Regions from separate parts of the Mus musculus genome. Here region 2 is linked to region 1. Evidence: chromatin contacts called from public Hi-C data. All regions are on one chromosome and are shown on one strand. The core of a region is the stretch at or near the end of the contact, and the rest is flanking DNA. Distances in the headings are between cores, read along the strand shown. Region 1 overlaps Xpnpep3 (X-prolyl aminopeptidase 3, mitochondrial). Region 2 holds the start of Chadl (chondroadherin-like).

Evidence for each region. A called contact is a pair of places that touch in the nucleus more often than the background predicts.
Region 2: a Hi-C map of bone marrow-derived macrophages shows a contact between it and region 1, with 39 read pairs. The contact joins the promoter of Chadl here to the enhancer-like site in region 1. A contact is called at or near these places in 11 of 39 promoter capture datasets (the 3T3-L1 cell line, the C10 cell line, embryonic stem cells and 7 more), 3 of 15 datasets of contacts at CTCF or cohesin (embryonic stem cells, large pre-B cells and pro-B cells), 16 of 484 Hi-C or Micro-C datasets (B cells, Th1 cells, bone marrow-derived macrophages and 8 more), 10 of 115 datasets of contacts at active chromatin or transcription factors (the 230-238 cell line, bone marrow-derived macrophages, embryonic midbrain and 4 more) and 5 of 9 other capture datasets (adipose tissue, embryonic stem cells, liver and 2 more).

Annotation. Positions count from the first base shown.
Region 1 is chr15:81,446,334-81,449,791 of GRCm38.p6, reverse strand. It overlaps Xpnpep3 (X-prolyl aminopeptidase 3, mitochondrial), which reads right to left. Exons shown (of 10, transcript NM_001347075.1): 8 at 1,296-1,473. Among named protein-coding and RNA genes, the nearest start is that of Rbx1, 18 kb to the left of the region's middle. Within about 2 kb of position 1,396, at least 16 of the 459 cell types and tissues checked have an H3K27ac peak or open chromatin away from gene starts, as enhancers often do. A contact at or near this core is called in bone marrow-derived macrophages, where this site is marked.
Region 2 is chr15:81,695,096-81,698,730 of GRCm38.p6, reverse strand. It overlaps Chadl (chondroadherin-like), which reads left to right and starts at 1,444. Exons shown (of 6, transcript NM_001164320.1): 1 at 1,444-1,502; 2 at 2,707-2,881; 3 at 3,488-3,635. The coding sequence starts at 1,495.

The sequences.
Region 1 (3,458 bases), core at 147-2,646:
AAACTCAAACTCTGGGCCATCTATCTAGCCTATACACCTACTTTCCCCCCCACCCCCAAACAGGGTTTCTCTGTGTAGCCCTGACTGTCCTGGAACTCACTCTGTAGACCAGGCTGTCCTCAAACTCAGAAATTCGCCTGCCTCGGCCTTCTGAGTGCTGGGATTAAAGGCGTGTGCCACCACCGCCCGTCTACACCTACCTTTTTATGTGGATGCTAGGGATCTGAAGTCAGGTCCTCATGCTTGTGTTAGAAAGCACTTTACCCACCTAACCATGTCCATGTCTGGCAAACTGTTACTTCCTCAATCCACACTTACGATACTGCTTTCCACCTCACTGTCAAATGTATTATGCACAGTATAGTATACTGTATAGACCACTGTCAAATGCATTATGCACAGGCTAAGGAATTCCAGTGGATTTGCCTACCACACATCCTCTATTTGATCCCCAGCAAAGGGGTGGGGAGATTGCCTTTTTTTGGGAAAGGAAGAACAGCAATGTTCTATTATCCTTACAATTTATATGTCTTAAAAAGGAAGACACAAAATATGAACCCACACTTAGAATCCTAACTCTTGGTCTGTGGAGATAGGAGGATCAAGAATCCAGAGCCATCCTCAGCTGCTGAGTTCAAGGCAAGCCTGGGTTACACAAGAACTTGTCCCCACCATAAATGCAATAAAAAAGACATACATCTCTCCTGGGTAGCCTACTCTACCCATGTCAAGTTGTAGAGTAGGCAGGACTCTGTGTTTACTGGTATGGATAGTTCTGTTAATTAAAAATTTGTTGGCTTGGTTCAGGGAATTTATAACTTCTTTTCTTTGGTAATAGGAGTCCTGGAAGTGTAAATTTGGAAATGGAGGCTGCCTAATGCTTGTGTGGCTCAGGGTCTGCAACTATAATGGATGTCATACATTTAGGTGTAGACAAAACTGGGCGTTTTGTAAAGTTTCAATAGTGTAACTGAGCCAATAAACAGCCTCCCTTCTGACCTCCAGAACCCCAGCAAAGGATTAGGAGTTAACCCTCTCTCCTTGTTTGTGTTCTTCCCACTCTCTGCCTGTATAGACTTCATCTTGTGTCTGAGTACTGCACTGGCTCTCTAGCAGGCAATGACTCAGAATGTGCTGCCATCTTCTGGCAAAAAGAAGTACTGACTCCCTTTGTTTTAATCCAATCCATGTTAAAGCTAAATCCACTTTACAAAGAATTAGCTTTTCCAAGCAGGGCAAAAACTGAGCAGCATGTTGCTGGCCCTTCTGAAGGACTGGCGTGAGGAGGGAGGTACCTTGAAGGCGCTTTCCTTGCTGGTCTTTGTGATGCCCAGATCCTTAAGCTTCTGTCCTATCAGCGTCAGCATCATGCTGTAGATGTTCTCCAAGCTCGTCCCAGGGGAACACAGAGTCAAACAAGCTCTTTGGATTTCCAGAACAGCTTCATAGAGCTCTGCCTGAGGGGCGGTGAATCTAAGCACAGGAAAACCAAGGAAAGTGAGCTATGTATCCAGTAGTCAGGCCTGGCCGCAGCGTTTTACCAGCCAGCCATCTTGCTGGACCTTCAGTAGTTTCTTAAGGTGGAAGTTTAGACATTACTGACTTAATCATTCCCCCATCCCTTTTTACTTTTTATTTCTTCCTAGTGCTGCAGTTTAAACCCAAAGCCTTGTGTATACTAGGCAAGTACTTACCATTTACCTTTCCAGGTTAAACATTTAAGGTTTATGAACTTCTCAGCTGGGCATAGTGGTATAGGACCCAGTAATCCCAACACTCAGTAGGCTGAGGCAGGACTGTATCTTTAAGGCTGTCCTGGGCTACATGGCATGTTTGCAATAGCTTGGGTTACTTAGTGAGATCCTGCCTGAAAGAAAAGTCACACATTTCCCTTCAGCTTTATTTCCCTATTATCCACACAGAGTATCTCCATTACGACACAGAGTGTCTCCATTACTACACAAAGTATCTCCATTACTACATAGAGTGTCTCCATTACTACAGAGTATCTCCATTACTACACAGAGTGTCTCCATTACTACACAGAGTGTCTCCATTACTACACAGAGTGTCTCCATTACTACACAGAGTGTCTCCATTACTACATAGAGTGTCTCCATTACTACAGAGTATCTCCATTACTACACAGAGCGTCTCCATTACTACACAGAGTGTCTCCATTACTACACAGAGTGTCTCCATTACTACATAGAGTGTCTCCATTACTACAGAGTATCTCCATTACTACACAGTGTCTCCATTACTACACAGAGTATCTCCATTACTACATAGAGTGTCTCCATTACTACAGAGTGTCTCCATTACTACAGTGTCTCCATTACTACACAGAGTGTCTCCATTACTACATAGAGTGTCTCCATTACTACAGAGTATCTCCATTACTACACAGAGTGTCTCCATTACTACACAGAATATGTCCATTACTACACAGAGTGTCTCCATTACTACACAGAGTGTCTCCATTACTACAGAGTATCTCCATTACTACACAGAGTGTCTCCATTACTACACAGAATATGTCCATTACTACACAGAGTATGTCCATTATTACACAGAGTATCTCCATTACTAGTCCATCCCAGACACACTGTAATTTACTTTGCTGATGCCTTTTTGCTACTTTGTCTTTTTTTTTGTTTTTTGTTTTATTTTGTTTTATTTTTTTGGTTTTTTGAGACAGGGTTTCTCTGTGTAGCCCTGGCTGTCCTGGAACTCACTCTGTAGACCAGGCTGGCTTCAAACTCAGAAATCCACCTGCCTCTGCCTCCCGGGTGCTGGGATTAAAGGCATGCACCACCACGACTGGCTGGTTCTGATCATTTTAAAATTAGAACCTCAGAATGTAGCCCAGGCTGGCCTTGAACTCTTTAAAAACAATATATAGTCTATTGTGATTGCTGAGATCCAAAAGGCAGTCATATGACACAGTATTATGTGCAGTAACTGTGAAAGCAGGGGAGCAGGGTGGTGGGAGGATATAGGGGACTTTCAGGATAGCATGAAATGTAAATGAAGAAAAATATCTAATAAAAAAAAGTGCGGGCTGGTGAAATGGCTCAGTGGGTAAGAGCACCCGACTGCTCTTCTGAAGGTCCGAAGTTCAAATCCCAGCAACCACATGGTGGCTCACAACCATCTGTAACATGATCTGACGCCCTCTTCTGGAGTGTCTGAAGACAGCTACAGTGTACTTACATATAATAAATAAATAAATCTTTTAAAAAAAAAAAGTGCAGTAACTGCAGAGCCATCATTAAGCCCCTGGGCGTTAACTCTTTATCAAGTTAAAGTCTTCAGCTTCTCAACTGCACAACAGGGGTCCTCTGGAAGAAAAAGCAAGAACTCTTAATCTCTGAGACATCTCTCTAGCTCTATTTGGAGATTTGAAAATATATTTTGTCACTGGGCATGATGGCTCATGGCTTTAATTGCTGCAG
Region 2 (3,635 bases), core at 195-2,694, 250 kb before region 1:
GAAAGCTGCCATGCACCAGAACCACGGGTCTGAAATGTATGTGAGTGTCTGCTGGGATCCAGCTGTGCTGTCTCTTGATGCAGAGTGTCTGTGGGTTGGTTTGTTTTTTAGACAGTGTCACACTATGTAGCTGTGTCTGGTTGTTAGTTCCTGGAACTAAAGGTGTGTACTACCATATCCAGCCTTGGAAGTTTTGAAATATATACATATATATCCTCCAGAGATGCATGCTTAAATACACCTTTTCTTTTTCTTTTTCTTTCTTTTTTTTTTTTTTTCCGAGACAGGGTTTCTCTGTGTAGCCCTGGCTGTCTGGAACTCACTTTGTAGACCAGGCTGGCCTCGAACTCAGAAATCCGCCTGCCTCTGCCTCCCGAATGCTGGGATTAAAGGCCTGTGCCACCACGCCCGGCTACCTTTTATTTTCAGGACAAGGTTTCAGTGATCCCAGGCTGGCCTTTAACTTTCTATGTAGCCAAAGTCTGGCCTTGAATTTCTAACTCCACTAACAGAAAAAAGGGGAGGGGAGAAGAGGAGCTGTAAAAATATCTAAGACAGGACTAGACAGGGGGCTCATTGTAGAGGACCTGGGTTCAAATCCCTCACATGGAGGTTGACATATCTGTGATTCTACTTTGGAGGCTCTGGCGCCCTCTTCTGGTCTCTATGGGTACCAGCCATGCTTCAATGCACTCTACACATATAGACCACTCACATATAAAGTTAAAAAAAAAAAAAAACTAAAAAAATGTAAAATATCTCAGATGAACCGGTAAGTCTGGTATGTTCTTTAACCCTTCTAGTTCCATCTCCTAAGGTGTACACAACCACCTGGTTTACGCCTTAGGTCTGTTTATAGAATGAAACACCATATAATCCATTAGAAAGTGGATATAACGCTAGGCACCAATTTGGATATCCTCAATAATACGTTCACATGAGAAGGAGAATAGTTGCAGGATACAGATTTATGTGTGTGTAGCAGCTTCAGTGTGTGTGAGTGCATAAGCTCACGGAAAGGAAGGAGTTAAGGGCTCCCCTGTGCCTGGGTTCCAGGCTCCTACCTTAACTCCTGCAGCAACCTCCTGAGCTAGCTTTTAACTTTCAGTTGCTGAATAGTTCTTCCTAGGGTCGCGCGGAGTCCACAGGAGCCCAGTGATGCTCACCCACCAAAAGGCTCCTCCAGACACCACCCCCCCCATCTCCATCGCCACCCATGCCCACCGGCCAGTCCAAGGACTCAGGCCTGAGCCACGTTGTTAAGCCTGTGCTGCAATGGCAGCCTGTAACTCCAGCCTCTGCTCCCACCCCCTGCCCACAGGCTGGGGAAGCCCCAGCTCGGCTGGGCTGCTTACAATGCTTCCCATTCAGCTCGGTCCTGGCTGCCAAGCCCATGGGCAAAGGGGGGTGGGTACTGCCGGTGGCCAGGCAAGGACTGTCCCTGGTCTTTCCCTTGTGTGGGGCCTCCAGACAAGGCTGGCAGTTCCAGTCGGCATGGAGAGGTGAGTTTTGGGGCCCAGGGAGTTAGAACTAGATGGCTAGAGAGGGTCAGTTATCTGCTTGTGCCTCTGAGAGGCCAGCTATGGAGCCACGGGATCCTCCTGTACCTGAGGTTCCCCAGAGGTGGCCCCTAAACCAACCCCAGAGGTAGCTGTGCCTGTGCATCCTGTGGGGGTAGTGCTTTGTAGCCTTATGAAGTGGGATCTGTGGCAGTCCTCTTCGCCCTGAACCTTTTTCCTCTTCAGTTATCAGCCTAATAGGCCTCCTTCCTACCCTGACCCTCAAGCCAGAATCTAGAGAAGGCCGTCAGCGCTGAGAAAGGGGTGACTTCTGGGACTAAAAGGAGACAAAGCCAGACAGTAACAATCCTGGGAGCAACTACAGGGAGGTCCGTGGGATCAGGGAAGGCAGCTCAGAACTTACCTGCGACCCAAGCATATACCAGGGGGAGCTGAGTGAATTCGCTGCTGCTCGGTTTGAACAGTGGTGCCACTCAAGGTGTGTGTTGGAGAATCTAGACATTCTTCTTGAGGCACCAGGAATTTGGGACTTTTCACTCACAGGGACAGCGAGACACTAGGGAGGTTTCTGGAAAATTCCCTCTGGCTGTTGGGTGGAACAGGGGTGGGAAGAGGCCAGGAGAGCCATGGTGGCAACAATCATCCCTAAGAAGAAATGGGCAAGTGGCTGGAGTTGCAAGGTGGAGAGATGGACAGGTAGGTGGGTGCATCAATAAATAGACATGAGACCTACCTTGCCACCTCCCCCGTAGTACATAACTCAGGCCCTCAGTTCCCCTGTCACAGGCCAGTCAGCTGTGTGGACTCAGGTAACACGAGGACAAAGGGGAAGCAGGCACAGAGGCTTGGGCTGCCTGCTTTACCGAGACAGCATCTCTCAGGCTCTTCAGCATCTGGACCTCCTAGTCCACCCTAAAACCTGGGCTAGGTCTGGGCCTTCCCTCCTGCTGCCAAACCAGGGCTGATAACAGAAGCTCCTCTTCCCTCCCCCCATATGACGTGAGGGAAGAGAACCAAGCCGTAGCACTTTCCTGTGCCCAGAGAATGAAGGCCTGAGTCCGGAGTGGGCTGTCCTGGGTCAGGGGTTCAGTGCCCACTAGCATTGGTGTTCCCCATGGACAGCAGCACTCTGTCTGTTTCTCTCTGTCTCTCTCTCTCCCCCGCCCCTTCCTCCCTTCTCTCCCAGGCCCCAGAGCTCCATCTGGGTCTTTATGCTGTTGCTGTTCATGGTGTTGCTCCAGAGCCCAGCCTGGCACGTAGCTGCCCAGCGATGCCCACAGACCTGTGTCTGCGACAACTCAAGACGGCATGTTACCTGCCGGCACCAGAACCTCACCGAGGTGCCAAACACCATCCCTGAGGTCAGGAGAGGGAAAATCCTGGCATGGGTTGGCAGTGTGGCAAGAAAGAGTGGCAGGAGCCTGGGCTACACCAATGGCTCTACCACTGGCTGGCTGGTTCCTGCTTCTTGAGCCTGGGTTATCTAGGTCTGAATGGGAAGAAAAATAACCAGTGAGGGCCAAATCCAATGACACACACACCTTTAACCCCAGGACTCAGGAGGCAGAGGCAGGCAGGTCTCTGAGTTCAAGACCAGCCTGGTCTACAGAGTGAGGTCCAAGCTAACCAGACCCAGGTTTACAACAAATAGCAACAACAAAAATAAACTAAACAAGCCAATAGCAGTATAATTTATTTAAAATCCTTTTCGTGTGGCTGAGATACCTAGATGACCTGCAAATAATAATGTATTTGTGTCAGGTCCTGGGGTGAACTGGGGCGGGGGGTGTCTGGATAAGAAACTTTTTTGCCCGGTGGTGTTATGAACTAATGGGTAAGTAAGGCAAGAAGAAACGGATCACAGTAAGGGCTGCTCTGTGGCTAAAGAGACTCGGAAAGATGATGGGGAGAGGCCAAGGCTCGAGTGCCCATGTGGCTCATTCTCCCTTCCCCTCTCCTGTCCCCAGCTGACCCAGAGGCTGGACCTCCAGGGCAATATACTGAAGGTCCTCCCTGCAGCGGCCTTCCAGGACCTGCCCCACCTCACGCATCTGGACCTGCGGAACTGTCAGGTGGAGATGGTGGCCGAGGGTGCCTTCCGTGGCCTGGGTCGCC